Regions from separate parts of the Mus musculus genome. Here all the other regions are linked to region 1. The links are chromatin contacts, called in public Hi-C maps. All regions are on one chromosome and are shown on one strand. The core of a region is the stretch at or near the end of the contact, and the rest is flanking DNA. Distances in the headings are between cores, read along the strand shown. Region 1 has its middle 51 kb from the start of Gm30113. Region 2 has its middle 44 kb from the start of Gm41335. Region 3 has its middle 200 kb from the start of Gm41333. Region 4 has its middle 270 kb from the start of Gm41333. Region 5 has its middle 100 kb from the start of Gm41333.

The links. A called contact is a pair of places that touch in the nucleus more often than the background predicts.
Region 2: a contact with region 1 is called in a Hi-C map of the N1E-115 cell line, with 5 times the contacts expected there. The contact joins two enhancer-like sites.
Region 3: a contact with region 1 is called in a Hi-C map of the N1E-115 cell line, with 4 times the contacts expected there. The contact joins two enhancer-like sites. A contact is called at or near these places in 1 of 484 Hi-C or Micro-C datasets (the N1E-115 cell line) and 1 of 9 other capture datasets (embryonic stem cells).
Region 4: a Hi-C map of the N1E-115 cell line shows a contact between it and region 1, with 5 times the contacts expected there. The contact joins two enhancer-like sites. A contact is called at or near these places in 1 of 484 Hi-C or Micro-C datasets (the N1E-115 cell line) and 1 of 115 datasets of contacts at active chromatin or transcription factors (astrocytes).
Region 5: a contact with region 1 is called in a Hi-C map of the N1E-115 cell line, with 5 times the contacts expected there. The contact joins two enhancer-like sites. A contact is called at or near these places in 4 of 484 Hi-C or Micro-C datasets (the N1E-115 cell line, cerebellar granule neurons, neural progenitor cells and 1 more).

The regions. Positions count from the first base shown.
Region 1 is chr15:62,902,008-62,904,707 of GRCm38.p6, forward strand. No RefSeq gene overlaps it. Among named protein-coding and RNA genes, the nearest start is that of Gm30113, 51 kb to the right of the region's middle. RefSeq lists an enhancer at 687-1,893. Within about 2 kb of position 1,319, at least 78 of the 459 cell types and tissues checked have an H3K27ac peak or open chromatin away from gene starts, as enhancers often do. A contact at or near this core is called in the N1E-115 cell line, where this site is marked.
Region 2 is chr15:63,399,496-63,402,400 of GRCm38.p6, forward strand. No RefSeq gene overlaps it. Among named protein-coding and RNA genes, the nearest start is that of Gm41335, 44 kb to the left of the region's middle. Within about 2 kb of position 1,401, at least 29 of the 459 cell types and tissues checked have an H3K27ac peak or open chromatin away from gene starts, as enhancers often do. A contact at or near this core is called in the N1E-115 cell line, where this site is marked.
Region 3 is chr15:62,464,276-62,466,995 of GRCm38.p6, forward strand. No RefSeq gene overlaps it. Among named protein-coding and RNA genes, the nearest start is that of Gm41333, 200 kb to the right of the region's middle. Within about 2 kb of position 1,381, at least 25 of the 459 cell types and tissues checked have an H3K27ac peak or open chromatin away from gene starts, as enhancers often do. A contact at or near this core is called in the N1E-115 cell line, where this site is marked.
Region 4 is chr15:62,399,732-62,402,431 of GRCm38.p6, forward strand. No RefSeq gene overlaps it. Among named protein-coding and RNA genes, the nearest start is that of Gm41333, 270 kb to the right of the region's middle. Within about 2 kb of position 1,415, at least 23 of the 459 cell types and tissues checked have an H3K27ac peak or open chromatin away from gene starts, as enhancers often do. A contact at or near this core is called in the N1E-115 cell line, where this site is marked.
Region 5 is chr15:62,568,092-62,570,791 of GRCm38.p6, forward strand. No RefSeq gene overlaps it. Among named protein-coding and RNA genes, the nearest start is that of Gm41333, 100 kb to the right of the region's middle. Within about 2 kb of position 1,435, at least 71 of the 459 cell types and tissues checked have an H3K27ac peak or open chromatin away from gene starts, as enhancers often do. A contact at or near this core is called in the N1E-115 cell line, where this site is marked.

The DNA of each region.
Region 1 (2,700 bases), core at 69-2,568:
CTATTGTCAATAGTGCTGGAGTAAGCGTGGGACAGTACACATCTTTTCAACATACTGATTTAATTTCTTTTGGATATGTACCCAGAGCTAGTATTGCTAGATCATATGGTGGTTCTATTTTTAATTTTTTCGAGGAACCTCCATACTGTTTTCCATATGGCTGGACTGATTTGCATTCCCACCAGCAGTGTGCAAGGGTTTCCTTTTCTCTACACACAGCACTAGTTATCTTTGGTCTTTTTCGTAATGGCCATTCTTGACTGGGTCGAGGAAACAACTCCTGGTGGTTTTGATTTGCCTTCCTCTGATGATTAATGACATAACCTTTACTAGTGTCCAATCATCTGGGAAGTGTATCCCTCTAGCACACCCAGGAAGACTGGAAGAAGCACAGAAACTTACCAGTTTACTTCTTCTGACTCTTTCCCAGACATAGATCTTAGATTCATGCTATTCTACACCCTTGCCACCCACTGTACTCCTTCCTCTGAATTTGGGATGGCAGCCTCAATAGTGTGTGTGTCTTTGAAAGTTAAAACTATGCTGAACATGGATAAAAGCTAACTGGACACAATTAATCCTTAATCATTATTTGAGATGCAAGCAGACACCCTAAAGTTCAGGAAGCCAGACTTCCTGGATATATCCTCCTTGGGAAGTACAACCAACACTCTTCCGTTTCCAAGTTTTCACAGTTCTGTTGCTGTGGGCACTCCTTTCTGTCTAGATGGTAATTGCTTTCACTTCCTGGGAGCTATCATCCCTGAAAAAGCGTTGCATCCTGACTCAGGATGCTGAGGGCGGTGGCATGTGTGTTACAGAAAAGGCAAAGAATAAATTGTTTATTGACTGTCTTAAAAAAAAATACACCAGATAGGCCTATGTACTTAGCAGATGGGCATCTGGACAGATGACAAATAATCATCTTTTGTTTGAAAATTAAAATAGAACCAATGGGGTAAAAGGTGTAGAAAATGCTCCCTTCTTATTTCCTGAGAGTGGAAAACAAACCCCACCCCGCCCCCACCCCTTTCACTTGTTCAAGAGAGGTCTGCACTTTGGAGCTAGTAAATCTGCTTGGCAGGTAATCTGCTACCCATCTGCCAGCTGCTTCGTTGGCAAAAGGCACATCACCATCGCCATGGCAACTCACAGGCAGGCAAAGGGCACGCAGGCCTGGCTGGAGGCCAAGGTAATCCGATGGCACTGGGCTTTGTTAATAGAAAGAGAAAAGCAAGTGGGCCAGAGCGTCTTGCCTCTGCCTTTGCCAGTAAAGGCTGGACGGGAGCAGAGAGCAGGGCTAATTAACCCGCTGGACCAGCTGTTGACTGCCTCTTGCCAAATCCGACAAGTGGCCAAGGTTTGTCTATTCCTAACCCTTGTCATCTTCCAGGGAGGCTGGACCCTGGGGGAACAAGAGCCTTTTCTCAATGATGTCATCTGAGTATTTGTAGAATTTCCTCTTTGTGGGAAAGTTTTCTGGCAAAGTATAAAGAGACTTGACTTCCCTCGGAAGACCCCGTTTCCTTTTGAATGTTGAAGCGATTTTTTCTAAATGAGAAACAAATCTGGGATTATAGGGAGAAGCAGGATGGTGGGGGTGGTGGGATATCCGTGCTTTAGGCCGTGCATTGTATTAGGAATCCCATCTGAGGCGCCTTTCATCCACCAACATTGCTTAAAAGAGCACACATCCCACAGAATGATGAGTACAAATGAATTGTTTTCAAAAGACCATGTCGTGAGGGAAAGGGAGCTCACACATATTAATTTCTTACGTTATGACAGGAAGGACACGTGTATGACACACCTGTACCCGAATGCAGAGACGATGACTTAAGTCTGCAAGGTCAGGGTTAAAACTGCACAGGGGAACACAGTTTCTTCAAGGTGGAGCTCACTAAAGCCTACATCTGATAAACAGCCTCCTTCTCTTCCCTTCTCCTCTTCTTCCTTCTCCTTCTAGTCCTCCTCTTCCTCTACATCATCATCATTTGCCTACACTAATAGTTCACTGATACAGGATTATTGATGTAATCATCCTGAAGAATGTTTTATTGCTTAAGGAAAAAATAACCTGACAAAATATTTTTATGAATCAATCAGCATGCTAGTGATAAAAGATTTACAAAGCTAAAGAACCTAGCTCGGCATCAATTTTATTTCAGATTATAATCCTACATTGTGTCTTATGCATGAAGCATTTCGTGTGCGTTGCCATTATAATGCAAAATACATGTTCTAATCCCATTTTGTGAAGAAGGCAATTAACATGTAGGAAGCATAAAGAAGACATGTAAAAATAGAGTACAAGACAACAGACTGAGCCACAGTTGAAAATCTGGACTATGACAGCTACATATGTTTGCAACCTTAAAGCCATAACAAGTGGAACTCAGTCTATAGAAGGGAGAAAAAAGGATTCCCATGATTGAGAAACTGAATGAACATGAGAAAGGGCAGTGGAGACAGTAAAACAGGCTGACCCTTTGCCCCTGGAAGTCCACCCACAATCAGGAAACACGAATGTCTGATCTCTGAAGCTAGATTATTTTTTTCCTGGATAGAAATAGTACTTCCAGTGGGAAAGTGGTCATGATGGAGAGGGAAAGAAATTCTAGGGTTGTCTGTGGCCTTGGCTTGTAACATTTACAGCATTTATCACTAAGAAAAAAGCAAGTTGTAGGTTATCACAGAGCA
Region 2 (2,905 bases), core at 151-2,650, 500 kb after region 1:
ATGGCACACATACATGAGGAAAAAACACTCACACATGTAATAAAATAAATTCTAAAAAATAAAATAAAATTAGTCAATTACTTCATTCAATCATTTTCACACCTGCAAGAAAGGCTGAGAAAGACCCTGTTAAAGATGCTTGAGGCTCCGTGGTGGGAAAGAGACACTGTCTTTTTTTCTGGTGGAAGTTACAATATAGTGAATCGAAATAATTGAGAACATTCTTAAGAATGAGTGTTGCAAACCAGAATTCCTGACACACACAGACACATCATCATTGGTGTAATGACTCGATTTGATATTTAAAACGATTGCACTTAAAAGTATTTTTAAGAAACAAAATGTCTAGTACATATTTAATGATCAAATAGAGAACTTAAAGGAACCACAACTTCCAGGCAATAAATCTAGTAAAAAGCCTAAGAGACATGCCAAGGACTATGCCAGGAATTATCTGTCTGATGCTTGTGATACCTAAAAGTGACTATTACTCCCATGTGGAAATCTGACTTTCCTTCCCTTCATATTCCTGCTGAGGCAAAAACTCAGGCAAAATCAGCAAGCAGTGGAGGTTGAAGTTTTATGGTGGGAGACTAAGCAAAGAGTCTACCATGAACCCTTGAGAGTCCCACAGAAAACTAGGGGTGGGCCTGGGAACTGGAATCAGGAATCCCAACTGCTACTTCCTGCTTCCAATCACCCTCCCAGGAGAGCTGCCCCCGCTGTGTCTGAGTGGAAGAAAGGCTGAGAGCATCCCTGAAAAACCAAGTTCTTTTCATAAATTCAGTCTTCTGGGGTGAAACAGCAGAAAACAAACAAAGGAACTGTGGGCTTTAGAAAGTAACATTTCCCTTTCATCAGCTGGAGGGCAGTGGCCAGAGAAAGAGACAGTAAAAGCAGCCACACTGCTTGCTGGCCACAGAAGACGAAGTCCCAATGTGCCTTGAACACTCACCCACCAGCTTAGGAGTTCTGTCATGCTCAGAATAACGTGGTTGTACAACAAGGGCTTCTGTTTCTCCCTAATGAGTTGATTATATCCTGTCAGAAGAGTCATAAGGCCATCAAATGTCAAGTCCATTTTCTCAAACATATTATTTTCATAGCAGCTGGGCCTGACTCACTCTCAAAACAGGGCATCCCATTGTTCCCTTCAACAGATAATGCTGGAGTGAAACTCAATTAAAAGAGAAAGGGAAGGGGCTTAGAGGACACATGATCCCGATTCATGCAAGTTTACAATTTGCTGTTTAGAAGCCAATTCTATTAGGATGGTTTGGTCACTTAGTTCACAATTAGTTCCTAATGCCGGAGGAAATAGACATGGAATGTGTTGTTCACCCCCAGGACTGTTTCTCATAAGGGAGGGAGGGCATGGTGTTAGTCACTGCCTGATGCTAGAAAGAGAAGGCCGGAAGTGAGAGATGTGAGTACTAACTCTAAGCATCCCAAGACAACCCTCTGACTATACCTGGTTTATCACATTCCCCAAAGACACAGATATAATATTAACACTAAACTTTACGAATCAGACAAGCAGAGTATTGGATACTCATATCCCAAATGGTTATGAGCATAGTGATGTATTAGACATACTAATAATTAGATCACAGTTGTTAAAAGAATAAGCAGCCTAAGATACCTATGACATGCTACAGAAAAAGTTCAATGAATGATAATTATTATTTTAATCATGATAACAAAACTGGAAATCAATGAAGAAAATGGCAGCCATGAATCAAGGACTGTGACCAAGACTCTGAAGCAGTGATTCTCAACCTTTCTAATGCTGCAACCTTTTAATGCAGCTCCTTACAGTGTTCTCATGATCCCCAACTATAAAATTATTTTATTGCTACTTCATAACTATAAGTTTGCTATGAATCATAATGAAAATATGTAACATTCAAGATATCTGCCCTGTGAGGGTCACGACCACAGGTTGAGAACCACCACTATAGGAGGCTGTGTGATCAAGAGTCATGAGTTCTGAAGCAAAAACCAAATAGTTGTCTCACATTTATATTAATTAATCTACTATATAGCAAGTTTGGCAACACAGACCGTCCAGTGATGATAAAAGAAAGTACATGTCCTACCTACCACCCAGCTCCTATCACCAAAATTGGTAACTTATCTGATCATTTGTTTTGACTTGTTTTCATTTTTCTGTAAGGTGCCAATACAGCAGGCAGATTTTAAAATATCTCTATGACTCCTAGCCTCTGTGCAACGTTTCTTATCACTGATGCAGTCAAATACTAACACAAGTACCACTGATGAGCGATTTCCATGGATACTGGGAAGATGACCCCAATATAAACAATTGTACCTTGTGTAAGCACAGAGTTTCCTGGAGCTGACATCTGAAAAGAAAGTCAGAGAGTGAAAACATGTTCTGACATACTGATGCTTGTTCGGAACTGAAAATAGATACAGAACAAGGAACAAAGAAGTCCACAGAAGCTGAAGACCTGCAGGAAAACAAGAGCTAGTTAGCAGTCCTATAATGACTAGATCTTACAATGAAATGAAATGTTTCCAACAGAATGGGTTTGGGACAGGATCTTTTGAATGCATCTCAATGTCAAAACCGTGGTGCTCTGTGCAAACTGAGACATGTATGACACAGTACACTTCTGAGCTGAAACGTGAGAATTAATTATTAGGTATTGTTTTAAGCCGCAAATTTTGTCATATATCAATAGAAAGCTATGAATATCTTGAGAGCTGCAAATGACAGAAATTTCATTAAGTTCTCTTGCCTCTGAACAAGACTGAGCTATCTAGCTAAGCCTAAGGACTCACTTACATCCTATGTCAAATATTGGCATGTGTGCACATATGTGCATTTATGCGAATGCGTGTACACACACACACACACACACACACACACACACACATC
Region 3 (2,720 bases), core at 131-2,630, 440 kb before region 1:
ATCTGAGCTCAGCACACACCACAATAGTTCATTCAACCCCAGATTTGAGAGGAGTAAGAGGCATGTGCTTTTTAAAAGTTGTTACCATTTATTGATCATGTACTATGGGGTCAGAAGTTTCCAAATGCAGAGTCATTAATTATCAATAAAAAGTCATCCTTGCTTTTGAAGGCATCATGGGAAAATCAGGTTCATATGAGAAGGTGCTACAATGTCTACTTTGCAGACAACACAAACTTAGTTGGGAAGAAAGACCTATAGTTTGCTTGAATAGCCCCCATGATGCTGTGTCTATCTCAGCAGAAGAACGAGCACTAGAACATGAGCACCCATAAGTGTGGGTTCCAAGAAAGGTTGCCAAATACAGGGAAAATGGAAAGACCACTTTCTTTTCTACCCTTCAGTGATTTCTCCTTAATCACACACAAAAAAGGGAGTATTTTAGGACTTATTAGGTAATATAATGTCTTTCAATAGACTTGATAGTTTATTTAAAGAGATGTCATGTACATGTCCAGAATTTTCATAACAATTCAAGAACAGTGGCAACGCTTGCTCTGTAGCTAAAATACAGTTGCAGTTAGATGCTTTGCTTATCAGATAATGCTATCGAGCCCTAGACTGACTCTTTATGCCAAAGGACCTCCTCTTACTCCTTGCTGTGTCTCAGCAGTAGGAGGGGACTTGGCAGATATTAGAAGCTCAGTAGATAAGTAATTGAATTAACAAGAAGTGAGTGACCCAGAGAATTCGGGAACTATCTGATTATGCTTAAACTTTAAGACTACCATTTCTAAAGGCGATTTCTGTCTTGGACTTTGAGAAATGAAATCAGAATATTTCATGTCTATAAAGGGGATAAGAACGAATATTTGTCAAACCTTGCCATATTCCCAGTGCCATGCTCTTAATGACATGTAATCCTGTCAGTGACCACAGGAGGCAGATTTTATTACTGACATTGACAGATCTAAGTACCTGGACTCAGAGAGGTTAAGTAGTCAGTCACAGATCACATGGTGAGAAGGCAGGATAGCAATTTCTTATAAATTTCACCCAGATCCACACTGCCTCCAGTGCTCTGCATCATCCACTTGGTGAAGATTTGAAAAGATTTTTTTTTTTTTTTTTTTTAGTGAAAGGAGGAGGAGGAGCAAAGCCACAGTGTAGAAGAGGACGAATGCACTTTTCAACCAGGACAGTTAGAGTCACCGAGTTTATAGAGTCCCAGTGGGATAGATTAGCATGCGGAGGATGTAATGACAGGGTCTGTGAACATTCCTAGATTGAAGAGTCTGTGCCTGTCTCCCTGCTTCACCAGCTCTCCTTGCCTCTGATTTAATTATATGCTCAGGGTACACATGCCTCTGGAATTGCAGGCCATGTCTTGCTTCCCAGGAAGGGTTATTGGTTAGATGACAGTCAGCCTATGGAATGTAGGGGGTGGAGCTGGTGTGTGTGTGTGTGTGTGTGTGTGTGTGTGTGTTACTGGTTTGTCTTGTCCCTTAGCAGAGTAGATGGAGTTGAATCATTGTCAACCAAGGCTCCCTCATTCCCTCATTCAAACATACTGGTTAATTATGCTGACTATGTGAAGATGACTATTTTGTTCAATAGAAAGAAAGCCAATCTGAGTGCCCACTCTGAAGGACATGGTCTTTAGCTCAAAAATCTGTATAAAATCTGATCCCAGTAAGGTCCAAGATAAGGAATCAACCTGGACATTCAGAGACTTGTTTCTCAGACCTTGAGCTGGGAAGCTCTTAGAAGTGGGATTGTTGGAGACTATTTTATCTGTTATGCTGAAACCTGAGTTTCTGAGTAGGTCAGTGACACAGCAGTGTACAGAGCTGAGCCGCAGAAAGGAACCCATGAGCACAAGGCGCTGTAATCCTTGTACCACTAAGCCTTCTACAACTCTGTTAAGGTGACGGATGCACTGAACTCAGCACTGGAATTTAGAGCTGAGTTCAGAGTTCAGTGTAAAGTAAGACTTTAAATACAAAGATGGAATTTTTCCTTTTCTTTCCTTGAACATGGGTCCTCCCTTCAATTTCAAGTTGATGTCCTGGATATAGAAAGGACTGGGATTAGAACTGTGAGTTCGGATGCTAGATAGGCTGCCGATTCCTTTAAAATCCAAACACCTCTTCTTCTGCTCTGGTTCCAGGTAAGCACTTGGAAAATGAATTGCCCTTTCTGAATCTTCATTTCTTATTTCAAGAGGGGAAGTGCGGGAGTAAATGGAAAAGGCCTTCGGAAATATGAAGAACCAACTTCTGTCTTCCCTACCAGCAAGGATATATCTTGGTCTTCAATGTCTTTTTAAAGTACTTGTGTTGGATGACCACAGGGTTGGTGTGCATTTTCTTTTTACAATCTAGCCTACAACACCTTGAAATACAGGATCGCGATTCATCGGCCATGAGAAGCTAGAACCTGGAAGTTCCCTGGGGAAATTTTAGCCATACCTTATCAGCTAACTATTATTTCATAACAAACCACAACAACACTGGTGCTTAAAAAGTAATTATTATTTTTCTTGAGTCGACAGAGGAGCTGGACAGTTCTGATAATCCTGGGCTGGGTTTGGCTGGTCTTGTCTGTTCTTTTTTTTTTTTTTTTTTTTTTTTTTTCAGTTGCCAGCTGGTGGAACTAAGGGATGCTGGGCACTGGATAGCTTCAGCAGGGATTTATCCTGATCTTCACCAGGCTAGTCT
Region 4 (2,700 bases), core at 165-2,664, 500 kb before region 1:
GTAAACACACTTGAGTGGCTCAGATGAGAGAAAATAGATGACAGTGACAATAACCATAATAATGGAAGGATTTTTAGATACTTTCAGGAAGGAAGATAAACAGACTGAATGATTAGGTGACTGTTGGTAGAGGAGCAAGCGTCCTATAATGCTTGCAGGAATTTCTAGATGGGCTGGAAGATGCTGTCTTATCCATTGCCATTGCCATTCCTGTACTGAGAGGATAAGGTTTTGTAAAGGGAAAGCAAGCTGATTTACTGGCAATGTCTTTCTATTATTTTTGTGTAGTATTCAAGATGGCTGATTAGCCACTTATGGTTGTTTCTTCTTCTTCTTCTTCTTCTTCTTCTTCTTCTTCTTCTTCTTCTTCTTCTTCTTCTTCTTCTTCTTCTTCTTCTTCTTCTTCTTCTTCCTCCTCCTCCTCCTCCTCCTCCTCCTCCTCCTCCTCCTCCTCCTCCTCCTCCTCCTCCTTCTTCTTCACAGGCACTCTATAGACATCCTTGTACTTAGGTGTGATTGTGGAATCAACTCTAAGGGAAAAGCTATTTTCACTTTCAAACCCAGGCTATACATACTTCTGTTTGCTTTTATGTGATCTGCCTTTGAAAGGCTGGATTTGTCGAAAGACATTGTGTGAGTTTGGTTTTGTCATGGAATACTTTGGTTTCTCCATCTATGGTAATCGAGAATTTTGCTGGGTATAGTAGCCTGGGCTGGCATTTGTGTTGTTCTGCCAGTCTGATGAGCATAGACTTGGGAGGAAAGGAAATTCCCTATTCACTGTGTGGACAAAAGCTAGCCACCAATTTAGGAATAGAAACTTCAGACATTATAGTAGCAAGTGATTTGCTTTTATGATGTTTGTTACAGCAATCAGCTACCTGTGCATGATTGATGTACCCTTCTTGTTTCAGAGAGGAAAGACGGTGAAGCATAGCTGATAAATGTTAGGTCCAGACCCATTACGTCTCATCCATAAATGAGACTTCTTAACTTGTATTCTCCGAGAGAGAGAGAGAGAGAGAGAGAGAGAGAGAGAGAGAGAGAGAGAGAGAGAGAGAGAGAGAGAATGAAGTTAGTTGGTTTTCTTTTTTTTTTTTTTGGTCAGTATATTTTCTTCTAGGCACAAATACACAGAGGTCTAAGCAATCCATCCAGTTTGGAAGGAGATAGATTCCCACTCTCCACTTCTCTGCTCCTTAGAAAATAAGATGATTTTGGGGAAGAGAAAGAAGTTATCAGAAGACAACTGAGACAATTCAATTAAGTAAACTTTTACTGGTTCCAAGTTAGCTTTGGTACATATCAGATGCCAGAGTGAGCCTTGGGCTGTATTTGGACAGGAGAGTGTTGAGCCAACCCAGGCTCCTCCTTTTTAACACCATGCCATCCTCCCGTTGCCCTGCCTCTCATTTCCTTTCCATTTCACTATGCTTCAGCCATACTAGCCTTCTTTCTGTTCCTCAAATGCTGTGGCGTTTCTTCCTATCTTGGGGAAGTCACAAGTGCTGTTTCATCCCTTGGGAATGAATACCCACCCCTTCAGTTGCTAATCCTTATGCTTCCTTTTCCTCATCCTTATGCTTGCTCTTAAGTATCTTTTTATCAGTAATGGGCTCCTTGACCCCCGACCTTGAGATATACCCTGATACGCCCACATATTTCATTCTGGACTTCTCCTTTGTGGCAGTCCTCTGACCTGTGATTGTGTAATCTTTTGCCCTGTGCCCTGCTCTATCCAATAGAGTGTCAGGTTTTCTTTTCTTTTCTTTTTTTCTTTTTTCTTTTGTGTTTTTTTGTTTTGTTTTGTTTTGTTTTGTTTTGTTTTGTTTTGTTTGAGACAGGGTTCCTCTGTACAGTCCTGTCTGTCCTAGAACTCACTTTGTAGACCAAGCTGACCTCAAACTCAGATATCTGCCTGCCTCTGCCTCCGAAGTGCTGGGATTAAAGACATGCACCACCACCGCCTGGCCTGAGTGTCAGCTTTTCAAGGGCAAGGATCATGCTGGAGTATTCTTTCTGCCAAGAGACCTGAGCATAACACCCCAAATAGTGGGTAAGCAGGAAGCAAATATTTTTTTTTCTTGACAAAAATAATATTTTTAAAGTAAGCCATTTTCCAAGTGGCTTTATGAAAAACAAACTAGACACTGTGAAATTCTGAAATAAATCATCCACTATGTAGTTAGATACTTAGATAAATCTAAACCAGAATGTGAGAAGCATATAGTTTCTCCTGGCTGTGTTGTCAGTACTGAGGACATCATTGGTCCCTGAACTCTACTGGGGACTTTTTCTTGGGTGCTTTCATGATGGTGACTTGATGTGGCAGTGTAACTTGGTTCTGAAAGAGGGAGAAAGAATAGTAGAGTTTCAATTGGTAACTCCCTCCTTTAGTAGCTAAGCCAGTTTGGGAGATATCAAGCCTTGGCTTCCTTCCTTGAAAATGGAGAGCTTATCTTTCCAGAGTTTACGAATAGGCTATTTGCAAGACACACATGTGCACATGTGGATGTCTATGTCTCATAGGAAGTTTGGCACTTAGCAGGGACTCAGGAAAGTTTAATAGACCATTGACTATGAGGGTCAGGTTCAGATGCTGAGTCATAACGCACGTGAACTGACCGGTCTGAAGCTGTTAACGAGGCACATGAGTGCTTTATCCTTTACTAGTGAATGAAGATACTGATTTACTCCCAA
Region 5 (2,700 bases), core at 185-2,684, 330 kb before region 1:
TGCAGCTGGAAACATCTACTTGCTAACGCTGGCGGGTGGGACTCCTGTTCCTACTAAACGCATCTAGTCAGACTAGCTTGCTTCATATTTGAATGCAGAGAGTTCAAGAGCAACCATCCAGGAACCAGCTCGAGTGGTCGAGGAGGTATGTGTCTCACTCAGCCCTGAGCTTGCTTCTTAGCTCTATTCTTCTTTTCAGTTATGTAATTTTGGCCAAATTACCAGATGTGGCTGAGCTCCTGTATCTCTGTACAACTGGATTAATAATTCCTGTCACAAGGAATTATTCTAAGTGCTAAAGAGACAGTGCATGCAAGAGGCTGGCGGTTGTATCTGAAACCTAGCATACATCAACAGAACTTAGTGTGTTATTGATGCTTGTTACCTGCACTGGCATGGCAGTGAGTTCTGCATGTATTTGGGATATTCCAAATTGAGCAGGAAAAAAAAGGTACGTCTGTTTTTAAAATAAGTTCCCATAAAAGTAAGATGAAGGCTATATAAATATTTCTTGAGTATTTATAAAATATTTTCTTATGGATGCATTATTTTAATTCATTAACATTTTAAGAATCACTGGACTAAATTATTGTTTTTTTTTTCCTTTTGTATTCATTTCTCCAGAGATTTCATCCAACCTCTGGAGAAAAGGGGAGAGACAAGAAAGCAGTGTTTTCACTTGATTGAGGCCAAGAACTGGGGGACTGGACAGAGCTAGGTTACAGCCCTGCCAAACGTTCCCTACCTACAGGCTTTGACCTATGTAATAGGAGATAAAACTTACAGTAATAACAATTATAACAATAACAGGTCTGTAGTGCTGAGCTCTCCACCTATTATTTCATGATTCATACAAACACCTTATGGGTGAGATGTCACAATCACGTGTAAGTCACGAGCAATATACCAGATGACATCAGCCACATACTAGGTTCATAGAAAAGGACCTCTGACAAGCAAGACTATCTTCTTACCCCTGCCTTGATTTTCTGAACATAGATGCAGATAGGTTCTGTCTATGTGGCTGCTGAGGAACTGGACTGAACTATTGAGTTAATCAGTTGGCTCTCAAGCCCATTTGTTTCCACAGGAGGCAATGGTAAAACTCATTGCAGTTCACAAACCCTCTGTCTTCTCAGCTCACAAGCATTGCCTCCTGGTTGGTTTGTGCTGGGGTAGAGTGAGTCAGCCAGTCACATGCCTGCTCTCAGGGCCACTGTCCAGGTGAGAGGCACAAATGCTGCTCACACTGCTCTTGACCAGCATATCAAGTGTTGCCCGGACCTGCAGGTCCTGCTTTTTCACTCCATGGATGGGCTGTGCTCTTTCACTTCGGAGAGAGCCAGCATTGTCAGCTCAACTGCTTCCTTGTGCTCAGTAGCTTGCTGAAGGGTGACTGGCTTGAGACCTTGTTAAAGCTACCCTGCCCCTGTTTTAAAGCATCACTGAGAGATGCTGGAGCTGAGTCACCGTCCACACAGACAGCTCATTGCCAAGATGTGCTGTGCTTTTCTGATGCAAGGAAGAGCAAGTTTCCATCCCTGCTGTAATGTCACCCCGCTGCACAGCTCAGGCCAATAAAGTTCAACAAACCAGTTTAGCCTGGGAGAGAAGGGGATGAAAGGCTAAAACACTCTTTGATGAAACCCGAGTCTTCCAGGTAAAGGGCAAGTAGCTGGCATGACGAGTGAGCAAAGACATCTTTTGGGAATCTCCCGTTCGTTCTGCCTTTCATCCTGACGCTCTTCTTCACTGGGTGATTTCACATGAAGCAAAAGTGTTGGCTCTCTACCCTTCTCCTTCCTGCCTGCCCCAGTAAATTGTGACCGATACTGTCTGAATCACTAGATTCTTTGGACACTCAATTATCTATGAGAAAACAATGTATCTCACTTCTGACTTACTGCAGATACGCTTAGCTCTTGCACCGAATGGTTTTAAAGGCCAGCAACACCTCCTCCCTAAACCCCTTCATTTAAATTATGTTTATTACTATGCTTGTTTACTCTCAGTCATCCCTCCTTGAGGAAGGGGATCTAAGCATGTGGGACCAGGCTTATTTTGCACTTTAGCTTGGTGGAGGATCTGCAGCAAATGAGCTAATCTATATTTACTGAATTATTAAACTGCTCCCCCACACACACTTTTCAATTGCTTTTCCTGTCCCCCAAATCAGTTTTGCTCCTGTCCCAACCACACAGCTCAATGTTGATAAACGAATAAGAGTTCAAATCAACTCATTATTTTCTGTCCTGAGCTTCCCTAGTCCTGTCTTTTCTTTGCGATGCATCCTCTTTGAGTGTAATTAGCATCAGGACTCTGTGCTGCTTGGAATCTTTCAGTCCTGTCACACAAGGTTTATCCCTGCCTGAAATGTCCTCTCTGCTATATTTTCTCTGGCAAACTTCTGTATGCTCATCTTATATAAGGAACCTTCTTGGAACACCCATCAGGCCCACTCCTCTAACTACAACTGACCCTTCTTTCCTTTGGATCCACAATGAAGTGCTTCAGTTCTGTTTTTTTCCCATTAATTTATCTGTTCACTGTACATCCCAATCCTAGCCTGTCCCCTGTTTCCTCCCAGTCCTGCTCTTAGAAATTTCTCTCCTCTTTACCCCCCCCCCCCCCTTCTTCTTAGAGAAGGGGAAGCCACCTTTGGGTACTTCCCTGCCCTGGGACATCCAGTCCCATGAGGAA